Regions from separate parts of the Manis pentadactyla genome. Here region 2 is linked to region 1. The links are chromatin contacts, called in public Hi-C maps. All regions are on one chromosome and are shown on one strand. The core of a region is the stretch at or near the end of the contact, and the rest is flanking DNA. Distances in the headings are between cores, read along the strand shown. Region 1 holds the start of LOC118933496 (zinc finger protein 354A). Region 2 holds the start of WNT9A (Wnt family member 9A).

Region 1 (7,186 bases), core at 1,411-3,910:
TGGTGCACAAGGGATTCTCTGACATGTGGGCTGAGTCTGCCGTGTGTTCTGCAAGATGCAGCAGAGGAATGGCTGGACGATAACAAGCACTAACATAGAGGACAGACATGCTTGAGTTTGAACTCAGGTTACTTGACTTCTTTGAGCCTCAGTTTCCTTGTATGTAAAATGGGGATGATAACTGCTGGGTTGCCATATGGCTGAGAACATAGGTAAAGCCCTCAGGCCATTCCCCAACAACATTCACTGTTACTCTCAGGTGGAGAGGAGTAAAGAAAGGACAAGTATTCTCTGGGTCCTAGAAACATTGCATAGCAGTTTCTACCCACATTAATAGTATCATTACTAGGGTAATATGGTTCAGCTACCACAACAAGCACATACTGAACAACTATGTGCCCGGCCCTGATCTAAACACTTTCATGCACTAACTCACACGATCCTCTCAGCTACCGTGTGAAGTAGGCATGGTTGTTATTCCCATTTTACAAGTAAGGAAATGGAAGAATAGAGCGGTGGACTTATTTGCCCAATGAATGGCATGAATGGCAAGAGAGAAGTTTAAACCCGGTCTTCTGTCTGGAGAGTCCCACTTCCTGACCACTGTACATACTGCTTCTCCAGTAACGATATCCCTGCTCTCAGAGTTGAGACCTCTTCAGCTGTGTCCCTTCCCACATGGCTATCCTTTGTTCCCACACTAGCTCACCAGGATGGGGTCCCTCCCCCATTCCCGTACTAGACAGGTGAAAAGGGCAGGTCAAGAACAGGCTTCAAGTGGTAGAAGCAAAGCACATGATCCACAATGTTAAGAAGCTTTCAAGACAGCTGGAGAAGCCTGGGGAAGGTAGAGTGAGGATGCTCGGGGGTGGAAAGAAAAAGGAAAGCATTCTTGCCGAGGGCAGGGAGGGAGACATGGGTGGGCAAAGGAGGCAGGGCCAGAAAGGAACTCTGACAAGCGTGCATGTTTGTTCTGTCTCCAAGTGATATGACATGTGGCACCTTATCTATCAAATTAGTAATCACACAGTGAATTGAGATTAATAAATAAAAGAGTGTCTATTAGGAATGAAAAGAGAAACACTAAACATGGATTGGCAGGGGGAAGCAAATATTCCCTACAGAACCCGCCATCCACCAGGGGGACCAGCTCCTCAAAGGCAAAAGGACTGAAGCTCCAAATCCTGGAGGGATTGTATTGGGTAGAGAACTTGGGTTAGGGACAGATGTATTTCTTTTTGTACTCGAACTCCTGAGATGGCAATGAACTCACCTGAGACCTGGCTTCCCTCTGTTCAGTAGCCATGTCCTCTTTGTGGTCACTTCCCTCTGAAGATAGGCAGCGTCTCCAGAAGGCAGATCTGATAGGAAAAAGGGAGCCAGGAGGAAGAAGCCCCTTCTGCTTTCCACCCCTCAGAACCACCACCTCTGAAATTCTTAACACCACAGGAGAGTGACACCAGGTGTCACTCCTGGGCCAGTGCCTTCCCTGGCCTGCTCAGCAGGGGGAGCCTCCGGAACTGCCCCAGATGTCGCTCTAGAGAGGTGAGTCAGAAAGAACTAGCAGCAGACAGGACCAGAGAGAAAGTTTGGGCCATCCTGGTCCTAGCCCCAAATCTTCTCCTGGCCCAGAGGAAAAGGGCCTAAGACTCTACCAGCAGTAGCGTCGCACTGGGCCTCACTGTGTGCCGGGCACGGCCTGGGCATCATTCAATCCCACAGCACAGGTGGCATTGTCAGTAACCACCGTTTCCAGGTCAGGAAACTGAAGGCAGAGTGGGAGCAACTTAGCTCAGTTCACGAAGCCGGTGATGGTGCACCAGGATGTCTCCCAGGACGCACTCCAGAGCAGCAGCTCCAATCTCACTGCGCGCCATGTGACAACTTTTCTCCACCTCAAGCTTTCTCCACCCCATTCCTCCCACCCTGTCAAGGAGTCAATTTCTGTATTTTTAGAGAAAACTGATTGGGAACAGGAAAACATGAGCTTTCCTATGGCGGGGAGAGCTGCGGTCTTGAGGAAGGGGCACGGAAACCAAGGATATGGGCTTCGGTCCCGACTCTGCCACTGGGGAACGCCGACAACTCATTCTCGCTCACTATACTTCGTTATGACCCCACCCGGGAGGGCAGTGCGATGGAGACGGGAGGAAATGCAACTCCTCACGTTCGCTGACAGCCGGTAGCAAATTAAGACGCCGGCTGGGGCTGGGCAGGTGACGCACTGGGCATGGGTCGGGAGGAAGCAGGATGGTGGCTGGGACCTGGGGCCCCCGGGGGCGAAAGCCCGACCTGCTTTCTGGGAGCGTCTCCCGGACGGCTGGTGGCAGGCGGACAGCGCGGGGGTGCACGGCCTTTGGCCTGCCGCGCCCACAAAGGCCCACAAAGGCCCGGCGCCGCATCCTCCCGAGGCCCCGGGACTCCCTCCCACATCCCGCCCGCCCTCCGCTGCTCACCTCGCCCAGGCCTCCCGGGTTCCCGGGGCCAGTGCCTTCCCCGGCCGTGCTCAGCAGGGGGAGCCTCCGGAACTGCGCCGGCCCGACAGCAGCCTGGGGTCGGGGCTCCTCCCTGGCGGACCTCGGGTCCCAAGGCCGCTTACTCTGGGTGCAAAGCCCCGCGCCCCCGCAAGTCCGGGAGGGGCGGGGCAGGGGGCGCGCTAGGGGGTTGCCGCTAAGGCCTCCGGGGGATGTAGTCCAAGCGAGAACCCAAGCATCCTGGGAAGTGTAGTTCTCTGGCCTGCTGCGAGGCAGGCTAAGGCGAGCTTGTTACGTGTCCAGTTGCCATTTCCGGGTGTGGGGTACCCTCCTTGGGCGGCACGGTCTCGGCTCCTGTTCCCTATTTAGGTTAACGGCGGTTCGCCGGGTGCGGTGTCTTGTGGCTCTGCATCTGCAAATATGATAGGTTTGTTCTCGGCGGTTGTCTGTATGCCTATTTCCCCTTAAGTCATCCCGCAAAAGTGAATTGAGCACTTGCCATATGCCAAGCGCCGTTGTAAGTAAGCGGTTGGAAATAAGGCAGTGAACAAAACAAGTATCGCTGCCCTTGAGAACTTTTAGGAGGTAAGGAGCAGGCAACAGCCATAGACATAATTCTATAGCATTTTAGAAGATAAACATTATGGGAAAAAGTGAAAGGAAAGCAGGGTCGGAAGTATCTGGGGTAGGTGTGGAGGCAGGTTGTAGCAAGGGGTAATTACGTCAGGAATACCACCCTATGTTGATGTAGCATGGAAGTAAACACTGGTGAGATATATTAGGAAGCCTCTGCAAATTCTTGTTCTTGGCCCAAGTCATGTGCGTAATCATCATCATGTTACCTGTAAAAAAAAATGCTGAGACTTTGGATTGATTGAATTAATAAAATAACTTGGGGAAAATTAAATTCTTCACAATATTGATTCTAATAATCCATTACTATGGTTTATCTTGCCTTTTATTTAGGTCTAACTACTCCATATATTTACCCCATAGCAGCATTGCATATTTTTGTGCATTTCATTTGTGTTTCATATTTTTTGAAGCTTTTGTAAATGGTATCTTTTTAAATATGTATTAAGTGGCGGTTTTGTATAAATCTTACTGCCCAAAGGTTTTTGTAAATTCCAATAATGAATTTGCCGTTTTGGATTTTTTATTTACTATCATATAACATGTGAATGACAGTTTTGCTTCTTTTGTTTATGTATTATTTTTCCTATAATTATCATATTGAGTAGTCTATGATTTCTAGTCAAAGTAGGGGGAGGTGAGCAAAATGGCAGAGTAGAAAGCTCCAAGCCCTCCATCCTCCTTGGGAACATAAAATAAAAATAAAAGATTAGAAACTAGAAACTAGCTAAAATAACATTTCAAAGGCTTTGGAAAACGTCTGCATCAACCAAAGAACACTCAAACATTTGAAATTGTGGGAAGTTATGTGACATTTCTACTTGTCCTTGCCCCATCTCTGCAGGTGTTTGGAGAGGAGGCTGCTGAGTTCCCAGCTCACTCCAACAGAGTGGGAATCGAGCAGCCTTTATTTTTAAAGTTCTAGCCTGTTTGGGGGCAGCCAGAAGTACTGGGCTCCCTCTTGCATAATTCATATCTCAGGTGAGGAAAAGCAGAGAACATTGCTGTGAGAGTGGCTGGTAGTTTATAGTCCCACAGACACCTGGGGCAGTAACTCAAGGGTACAGACTTAAGACAGACCACCTAAGGCCCTGAGGAGAGGCTAGGGTGAGGCTCTTTGGGAAATCAAGACATTTAAAAGCAGCTAAAAAAGTGACGTAGGAAGATCTTACGCTTTCACCTCCATCTGATCCCTAGGCTGAGAGCAAGCCGGCTAATTGGTTTTATGCTATAGCAGTCCTATATTAGTCCCTTTACTAATCTGCAAAAACTGGCAGAAGTGACTATTTTTTTGTTTTGTGTGCTTTTTTAAAGACATTATTATTGTTATTATTATTATTATTATTATATTATTATTAGAGCAGTTTTAGGTCCATAGAAAAATTGAGAGAGATATAGAAACTTTCCACATACTTTCTGCTCCAACATGTGCATAGTCTCCCCTATTATCAACATCCCTTCCTAAAGAGGTACACTTGCTACATTGATGAATTGACATGTCACTGCATGTCATTATCTGGAGTCCATAGTTTACTTCAGGGTTCCCTTTCGGTGTTGTACATTCTACAGGTTTGGACAAATGTACAGTGAAAAGTATCCTCCAGTACAGGGTAGTTTCACTGCCCTAAAATCCTCTGTGCTCTGCCTATTCATCCCTCCCTGTCCCCTAACTCCTAGCAACCCATTTCCTATGGAGGTTAACAATATTTGTATTGTCTCCATAGTTTTGCCTTTTTCAGAATGTCTTATAGTTGGACTAATGCAGTATATAGCCCTTCCAATTTGGCTTCTTTAACTTAGTAATATGCACTTAAGTATCCCCTGTGTCTTTTCATGGCTTCATATCTAGTTTCTTTTTAGTTTTGACTGATATCCCATTTTCTGAATGTACCACAGTTTATCCACTCACCTACTGAAGGACATCTTGGCTGCTTCCAGGTTTTGGCAATTATGAATAAAGCTGCTATAAATATCCATGTGCAGGTTTTTGTGCGGACATAAATTTTCAAGTCTTTTGAGCATGATTGCTGGGGTATGGTAAAAGTGTTTAGTTTTGTAAGAGACTTCCAAACTGTCTTCCAAAGTGCTGTACCATTTTGCATTTCCATGTATGAGTTCCTGTTGGTCTATGTCCTCAACAGCATGTGGTGGTGTCAGTGTTCTGGATTCTGGCCATTCTAATAGGCATGTAGAGATATTTCACAGTTTTAATTTGCATTTCTTTGATATATGATCTGAATATCTTTTTGTTTGCTTATTTGCCATCTCTGTATCTTCTTTAGTGAGATGACTGTTACGATCTTTGGTCCATTTTTTAATCCAGTTTTCTTACTGTTGAGTTTTAAGAGCTCTTTGTATATTTGGGGTACCAGTCCTTTATCAATATATTTTTCAAACATTTTCTCCCAGTCTGTTTCTTGTCTTCTCATTCTTTTGATAGTGTCTTTCACAGAGCAGAGGTTTTTAATTTTAATGAAGTCCAGCCTATTAATTATTTCTTCAATAATGCTTTTGGTCTTTTATCTAAAAAATTTTTACCATACTCAAGGTCATCTAGGTTTTCTCCTGTGTTACCTTTTAAAATTTTATCATTTTGCATTTTACATTTAGGTCTGCAGTCCATTTTGAGTCGATGAAGGTTATAAGGTCTGTGTCTAGATTCACCTTTTTGCATGCTGATGTCCAAATGTTCCAGCAATTTGATGAAGAGACTGTCATTACTCCATTGTATTGCCCTTGCTCCTTGTCAAAGATCAATTGACTATATTTATGTAGGTCTGTTTTTAGGATTTCTATTCTGTCCATTGATCTGTCTATTCTTTCACCAACACCATACTGTCTTGGTCATTGTAGCTTTATAGTATGCCTTGAAGTCAGGTAACATCAGTCCTCCAACTTTGTTCTTCTTCAATATGGTGTCAGCTATACTGGGTCTTTTGCCTCTCCATATAAACTTTAGAATCAGTCTGTCAGTACTCACAATAATAAATAATAATTCTCAGGGATTTTGACTAAGATTGCATTAAATCTATAGGTCAATTTGGGAAGAGTTGACATCTTGGCAATACTGAGTCTTCCTATCAATGAACGTGGAACATATCTTCATTTAGTTCTTGATTTCATTCATCAAGGTTTTGTAGTTTTCTTCATATAGATCTTGTACATATTCTGTTAGATTTATACTTAAGTATTTAATTTTGGGGGTATTAATGTAAACGGTATTATGTTTTTAATCTTAAATTCCCCTTGTTGATCACTGCTATAGAGGAAAGTGATTGACTTTTGTATATTAACCATGTATTCTGCAACCTTGCCATAACTATTTATAGTTCTAGCAGGGGTTTTTTTTTTGTCTGTCTGTTATATTGAATTTTCTGCATAGATTATAATGTAACTGTTGGAGAAGGTCATCAAGAGGACATGACTGCCAGTTGGCCCACAAACTGGACGTGGGCAGTTGGAGGCCCCTTACTTACTCCCCTGTCCCTGGAATGTACAGTCTGCCTACCATTCTCAAACTAGCAATTATTTCAAGGTATTCAGCCTTTGGAGAGTGATGTGTTTTTGAGACACTCTGGACTGGATATGTGACTGAACCCCATAAGTCTTCTCTATAAACTAAGATTCTGTCAGATGGATCAAAGATCTACTAGTCTTATGGCTGCCCATGACAAGCCCCATATGTAAGTTACCTTCTTTATTGAAGCTGGCACCTACCAATCTTGAGTGGCCTCTTTCTTTGGTCTCTTCTTGTTCTCTGTGTATAGGGACTACTTTCAAATTTCACCTGGGGGAATCCTGAGGTTGCATATCAACACTCATCTGTGAACAAAGACAGTTTTATTTCTTCCTTCCCTTTCTGTATGCCTTTCATTTTCTTTATTTGTCTTATTGTATTAATTAAGACTTCCAATATGATGTTGAAAAACAGTGGTGAGAGGAGACACCTTGTCTTTTTCCTCATCTTAGTGGGGAAGCTTTGAGTTTCTCACCACTGGGTGAGTTAGCTGTAGGGTTTTTATAGATATTCTTTATTAAGTTGATGAAGTTTTCCTCTATTCCTAGTTTAGGGATAGTTT
Region 2 (7,186 bases), core at 1,176-3,675, 160 kb after region 1:
TCCCTTCCCCCTCTTGAAAGTTCTGCCTGGCACGGAGGCAGCTCCAGTTACAGCCCAGAAACCTAGAGAGGCTGGCCTGGGGGGTCACGTGGGCAGCAGGAGCCCTCTCTGCCTCCTCCCACGGCTGCAACCCAACCCTCTCTACAGCTCTGGATGCCAGACAGGACACTCCATGCCTGCCTTGGGCCATCTTCCCCTTCACGCTCTGCTCCTGCTGCTTCCTGGGCCAGGAGAAAGAGAACCAGACCCAGGCCCAGCCAGTCCCTGCTGGCCAGAGATGCCAGACTTCCACACAGATCAGCCCCCTCCTCGACTCTTCCTCTCCTCCCAGGCCCAGCCGACCTCAGTGCCTGAAGCTGTCCTGAGGCACGTTGCTGGGCACGGACCCTTCCAGCACTGCCCCCTTCCTCCTGCCTGTCCGGCTGGCACCAGGCCTAAACCCTCCGGGACCCCAGTCCGTCAAGCAGAGCTCTGGCTCTCACGCCTGACCCCTGGCATAGCCAGCTGTACCCTGGGCAGGACATCTGCCTCCTATGCTCCCCAAAGGCAGGATTTGGGAAGCCTCACTTGGTGGAGCCATTGGGGACAAAATGCAGGGGAAGGGGGCTGGCCAGAAGAGCCCCTGGGGTGCCAAGCCCCCCCCCAAGTGCCCCACGCCCACTGGGACTTCCTCGGGTGTGGGCCCTAACACACACATAGAAACAGCAGAGCTCAACGACTTTCCCAGAAGCAAGGGGAGCAGGAAGCGGAGAAAGCGGGCTGTTGCCAGGACTGGACCTCCCCTCCCCACAGTGGATCTATCTTCTAGTCAGAGTAGTGCCACCAGGGTGTACGCAGACCCCAGGCCATGGAGAACAAGCAGGCGCAGCTGGCTGACAGGCCACCATGACTCACCATGGACCTGCGGCCAGGCGGCCATCCCCTGACCCTCCCTATACCCAGGAGGGCGAGGGGAAGGCTGCACAGATGGTGAGCAGGGGCGTGCCTGCCAGTCTCTGCGCCCAGGGCCCCAGGCAGGGCCAGGCCCCAGCTGGAGCCAGGAGAGGGTTGCTGGTGGGGTCCCCAGAGGGAGGTAACACTGGGCTGACCCTGGAAGACGACCCAGGAGAAAGAAACAGAAGGAGAAAGGGGGAAAGAAAAACACAAAGGGAAAGTTTCCCATGAAAATATTTTATTTTCTTTGAGAACAGGATACACCTGCAGGGCTCCGCGCCCGGTTGGCCTCTCCCTGCCTGGCGGTGCCACATTTCTGGACCGACGGGGCCCTCTGCCGGCCAGGCCGCCGCGCGCCCCAGGCCAGGGGCGAGGGAACAGGTGACGGCAAAGGGCGGCGGCCGCGAGTGCCCAGGGCGGGCCGGGCGCGGGGGTGGGCCCGGTCCAGGGTGGAGCCTGGGGGCGGGGAGGCCTGGAGGGCCGGGGCCGCGAGCGCGGTGCCACCCCAACCCTGGAAGGCCCATCCGCAGGTCGCGGCAAGGGTTCCCAAAGGTCGTGGGCTGGACATTCCAGGTCTGGGAGAGAGGGACAAGGAGGGGTTGGAGGGCACGGCGGGGACGACGCGTCGAAACCACAGGCCGCCGCTGCGGAGAAGCGCGGGGCGGTGACTCAGGACGGCGGGAGGCGGCACTCACCTCCCAGCCCGCTCACCGGCTCGGGTCCCCCAGACGCGCGCCCGCGGGCCAGGCCGGAGCGAGCGGCAGGAGCAAAGCGCAAGAAAAATAAATTCCTCCAGCTTGGAGCTTTTTCGGTCCCTCCTTTGGGGCTCAGTGCGAGGAACATCTGGATTTTGTACGTATTTTTTGTTGTTGTTGTTAAATTAACTTCTCAAGGAGAGAAGGAGGGTCGGGGGTAAGCTGCAAGGGGCTGAGTGGCCAGGGGCCAGGGGGCTCCAGCGTGTGTCAAGAGTCGGCGGCGACGGGGAGCAGGACCAGCGCTTGGCCCCAGGCTCAGGGGCGCCCCGCGTCCGGGCGCGGCAGCCGTGACGACGACCCCAGGGTCACGGAGGACCGCGGCGCCGTGCCAGCCCGTCGGGCACGCCGGCCCTCTCCCCGCCGCGTCGCGGGGACACCGACTCGCGAGCCGAGCGACGCGCGCGCCGCAAACAAACAGCACCCGGCACCCCGGCGGCCGGCCCGGCCGCGCACCTGGGCCGCCAGCCCGCCCCGCGCCCACCCCCGGCCCCCGCGCCCGCCGGGCCGCAGCCACCTACCCGAAGTAGGCGGCCGAGGGGCGCAGCGCGGCGAGCAGCAGCGTCAGGGCGAAGGCCGCGGCCAGCCAGCGCGCCAGCAGGGGCCCATCCAGCATCTTGCCGCACCGCGGCGGCGGACCATCGCGCTCCCGGCCCGCGCAGGGCGCCCCGCGGCCGCCGCCCTCTTATAGCGCCCGGAGCGCCAGGCCGGGGGCGGGGCGCCGGCCAGCTGGGCCCGGCCCGCCCGCGCCCGGGGAGGGGTCACGCCGGCGCCGGGGGCGGGCCGAAACCCGAGCCGAGCGCCCGCCCCACCGCGCCGCCGCCCGGCTCCGCAGCTCCGGGGGCGCCGCCCGCGAGTGGGGAGGGGGCGCGCGAGGGCGGCGGGCGCGGGGGCGGGGCGCGCGGGGCGGGGCCTCGGTGACCCCGTCAGCCCCGAGTCGGAGCGCGCGCTCGCTCCCCGAGAGCTGGCTTGCCCGCAGGTGATGCCCGCGAGCTGGGGGAAGCTGGACCGAGGGGGCAGCAAGGCTGGAGGGGCGCCGCCGCCTTTTTGTTGGCCCGGCCAGCTGAGGTTGCGGAACAAGTCGCTCAACCTTCTGCGGTCTCCGTCTCCCCGTCCTTAAATCTAGGGAGTGCCCTGGAGGCGGAGACCACCGCCAGCGCTGCTCCAGGGAACCCCCCTTCCCGGAGGCTCTACACAGCGCGGACTGGCTGCGGTGCCAAGGGGGCCTGGCGCGGCCAGAGGCAACAGGAGCGATGGGATTCGGAGGACAGAGGCACACAGCCACTGCTGAAGCACGGTGATGTCGGAGAACCCCAGGCCCAAAAAACCAGACACACAATTTACCGGTCTTGGGCTAGGCGACAAGGGCCCAGGGGATCCCTGGGACTGCGGGGGAGAGTCCAGCCCCTGTCAGCCCTCTCAAGTTGGGAAGCTTCTGGGCAGAGACCCCGGGGTGTAGGGGTCTGAGCACCTCTGAAGACTGGGCGTGGTGAGCTCTGAGAACCTGCCACTAAGTGACCTGTCTTGGAACTGTGGTCAGAGGTAAAGCTGGGTGGCAAAAAATGCATCCCCACAGTGACCTCCGGAGCACTCGACACCCCTTGGGCCCCCTCCTCTCTGGGAAGACCCACCCAGGTGAGCACACCCCCTCCACCTTGGGGAGATTCCTGAGACTGGCCAGTGAGGGGTGGCAGGGAGGACATGGGGCTTTGGGCACATCCCTTCTTTCTGTGCCTTAGTTTCACCATCTGAGACCTATCTGAGTGCAGGGAGTCAGGCCTTTTCTAAGTTGTGAGGCCACTGTGGAAGCCCCCACCCAGCGTTCTGCCTCTCCATGGATGTGGCTGGCCTCGTGTCATTCCTACTCCAAGAACCCCTCCAGTGGGAGGGGGCTCTCCCTTGCCCTCCTCAGCTCATATGCCGCTCCACACTGACAGGGCTGCCCAGCAAAGAGAATCTGGCCGCAGGTGGCCCTGGCCCACCCAGGCTGTGGGTCAGGGTGCCTTGCCCTCCCCACCACAGCGGCCTCCTCAGCCCTCAGGGCCTCCACCTGAGGCCTGGCCCCACACCCGGGAACTGTGAGGCGTGGGGTGGGGGCATGCAGAGCGATGACATGTTTAAAAGCAGGGAGATTGTGCCCAAGAAAAATGAAGTGTGAGATTGTAAACATGCATCTGGAAGGCACTGCAGGCATGACAGAGGTCCTGGGGGAGCAGGCAGTTCTCTCGTCCGCCGACCAGTGAGTCCCAAGTCAGCAGGCAGCCGGCGGAGGTCCCAGCCGAGAACATGGGGCAGCGGCTATTGTGGGGAGCTGGAAAGGATGAGGCTCTGCCTTCCTGGGGCTTCGGCTCACAGCAGGCCTGCCCTGAATGGCCCTACTACACCCCAAGTCAAGTCTCAGCTAAGCCACCACAGGTGTCAGCAGGGGAGGGCCTCCAGAGACCCTGTCAGTCTGGGCCTGCAGGAGGACCGTGCAGCGGGGGGCTCAGCACACTGCAGGGTGATGGTGGGGAGCTGTGGACAGGGAGAGGGAACCTGTGTCCAGGGTCCATCTGGGGTGGGAGTGGCTGGTGCACCACTTCCTTCTGCCATCACCCCAAGCACACCCTCAAGTCTGTGTCTCCCTGGCTGGGGTAGAAAGTTGAATGTTCATAGAAGAGTTTTGGACAGACTAGCACCAGCTCAGTGGACCCTGCATGGTAAACTGAGGCCCGGAGAACTTGTTGGAATTAGTCTTGCAAAGGACATAGCAAGCCAGGTGGAGGTGGTGGGCCAACACCTGGCCCCGGCCTGCAGCTGTGCCATCTTGCAGATAACTTTGCGGACCTCAGTACAGCACGAGGATGGGACATTTTCCAGGGAGGGCAGTCCTTTCTCGTCCAGCAAAGTGATCCCAGGTCTCTGTTGGAGAAGCCTGGGGTGGGGTTTCCCTGGCCAGATGCACTCTGTACCCCGTCACAGCCATCCAGTCCTGCCAGGGCACAGGCCAGCCAGAACGGGACATGCAGGGCAGGAGCAGGACAGGACGGCTGCCCTGGGCATGTAGAGGGAGAGGAGTGGTCCAGGCGGGGCTGGATGTCTCTGCCCTACATGGCTTCTAATGAGGATCAGGATTGGAAAACATGGTGGTGCTCTCCAAGGAGCAGTAGGCACAGCTTCAAGAGGCCGGGGGGGCACCATTGATGGGTGTGTGCTCCCCAACATAGGCCCTCCCCCACAACCCAGGAAGGGAAAACACGGGCAGTGGGCTGTGAACACTCACTGGATCCCAGACCTTTCACAAATGGCCAGCCTCATGGGGACTCCAGCCCCCAAAACTGCTGGAATCTAGCACAGTGATGGTTCCTGAGCGGGTCCCCAGCTGAGCAGAAGGGCTGCCTGGGCCTCAGCAGAACAGCAGACCCCTGCAAAGTCAGGGTACCAGCAGGACCTCAGGGCCCTGGATGCAGTGGAGGGGGCCCTCAACTGTTATTCAGGGATCTTCCCCCCAGGCCAGAGACAGGGACAGTGAGAGAGAGAGAGGCAGAGGAGTCAGAAGACAGGAGAGGCCCCCTGCACAGCTGACACCACCCACTCCTCAGCCCTCCCTCAGACCTCAGTTTCCCATTCAACATCTTGATGAGGCTGAGGCTCTGGGAGGCCCCCGGGAGTCCGTGTTGCTGGCTGCTGCTTGGAGGAGACAGGGTGTGGGCTCGGTTCTCCCGGAGGTCTGGGAGGAGTGGGGGCTGCTTATCAGGAAACATTGCCTAATTGAGAAGGTTTATGGGGCCAGGCAGGGGGTCTCCTTGGGGCAGACAGCAAAAGCCACTCATGAGTCATTTGAAACTAAGCTGGACAAAGAACTCAAGGAGAAATGATCCCACCCAGACTGCCAGCCATGGGCGGAATGAGCTCATGGGCCATGCAGCAGCATGCGTGTGTGTGTGTGTGTGTGTGTGTGAGAGAGAGAGAGAGAGAGAGAGAGAGAGAGAGAGAGAGAGAGAGAGGAGAGAGAGGAGAGAGAGAGGTGGGGGGGGTAGGGAGGGGTTGTGGGAGGAAGGAAGAGAAGGCTGCTGCTCTCAGAGCTGGGACTGCAGAGCTGAGCCCAGCACAGCCTCCACCACAGCCATCCCTACATGGCCAGGCTGCCCCCTGCAGGTTGGCAAGGGAAGAGCCCAGCACCTGGCCAGCATCCCCTCAGCATCCTGGTGTCCATGTAGCATCCTCATCCACTCACATCCTGGTCCAGTGGCCCACCAGTACCCAGGCCAGCCTACACACACACACCTTCTGGCCAGTGCCCAGCAGAGCACCTGTCCTAGGACAGAAGCCTCAAGCACAAAGTTTTCTTCACTGGGACACTAATCTGTTCACACCACCTCGTCCTCTGCAGATGTGTGTTGGAAGCTTGAGTGCATAATAAGCATTTCTTAACATATTTAAATCTTTAAAGCTTGTTTTGAGAAACCATAGATGCACATGCAGTTGTAAGAGGCAATAAAGAGATTTATCTAGTTTCCTCCATGACAGCGTCTTGCAGAACTCTAGGACATGGGCCTAGAATATGGACACTGACCTTGACACAATCCATAGACCTTGCTGCATGCACTCATCTGTGCCCACGTGTGTTTTGTTCTGTGCAACTTTATCACATGTAGAAGCTCCTGTTTCTACCTCGACAACAGGTTCTGCTCATCATCACAGAATCCCCAGTTACAGCTGCATGGCCCTCCACCTCCCCTACCCCAGCACCCACTAATCTGATCTCCATCTATGGGTCTGTCCGTTCAGGAATGTTCACACACGGCACGTGACCTATCAGGGATGGCACTTGCACTGAGCAAAGTTGCCTGAAGATCCCCACAGGCTATTGAGCGTATCAATGGCTTCTTTGTCTTCATGCTATATATGGATGGACCGTGGTCTGTCAAGCCTTCACCCAGTGCAGGACATAGGGGCTGCATCCAGTTTCTGGCTATAATAATGCTGCTGCATTCGTGTACAGGTTTCATGTGATTGTAGTTTAACCTCTCTGGGACTGCCACTCAAAGGAGTGGGTCATGTGGAGACTGCATGTTCCTTTTGGTAAGAAACCTCATGCTGTTTTCCAAAGTAGCTGTACCATTTTACATTCCTGCCAGCAACGTTCAAGAGCTTCCATTTCTGCGCATCCTGTCTGGTGTTTTGGGTCATCACTTGTGCATTGTGGCCATTGTTATCAGCCATGGCATCTCATTGTGGTTTCAGTTTGCATTTACCTAAAGGCTGAGTTGAACATGAATTATTTTTGTTCTCCATCTGTAGCTCCTCTTTGGTGAGATGTCTATTCAGCTTTTGCCTGTTTCTAATTGGATTGGTTTTTAATGTGCACATTCTCCACACATTGTTTCATTGGATTTTCCAAATGTGTACATGTTCTGCAAGTTCTGCATGTATTAGAGATGTGATCTCTTTGCAGATGCCAGGTTTACACGTTCTCCATTCATGCTCTTGACCTGGGCTTTTGCAGAGCAGAGTTTTTT

The links. Hi-C and Micro-C count contacts between places; a contact is called where the count stands out from the background.
Region 2: a contact with region 1 is called in a Hi-C map of skin fibroblasts, with 3 times the contacts expected there. The contact joins the promoter of WNT9A here to the promoter of LOC118933496 in region 1. A contact is called at or near these places in 3 of 3 Hi-C or Micro-C datasets (blood, fibroblasts and skin fibroblasts).

What each region holds. Positions count from the first base shown.
Region 1 is chr13:93,119,913-93,127,098 of mManPen7.hap1, forward strand. It overlaps LOC118933496 (zinc finger protein 354A), which reads right to left and starts at 2,661. Exons shown (of 5, transcript XM_036927846.2): 1 at 2,457-2,661; 2 at 1,274-1,361. The coding sequence starts at 1,306.
Region 2 is chr13:93,275,683-93,282,868 of mManPen7.hap1, forward strand. It overlaps WNT9A (Wnt family member 9A), which reads right to left and starts at 2,426. Exons shown (of 4, transcript XM_036927852.2): 1 at 2,207-2,426. The coding sequence starts at 2,301.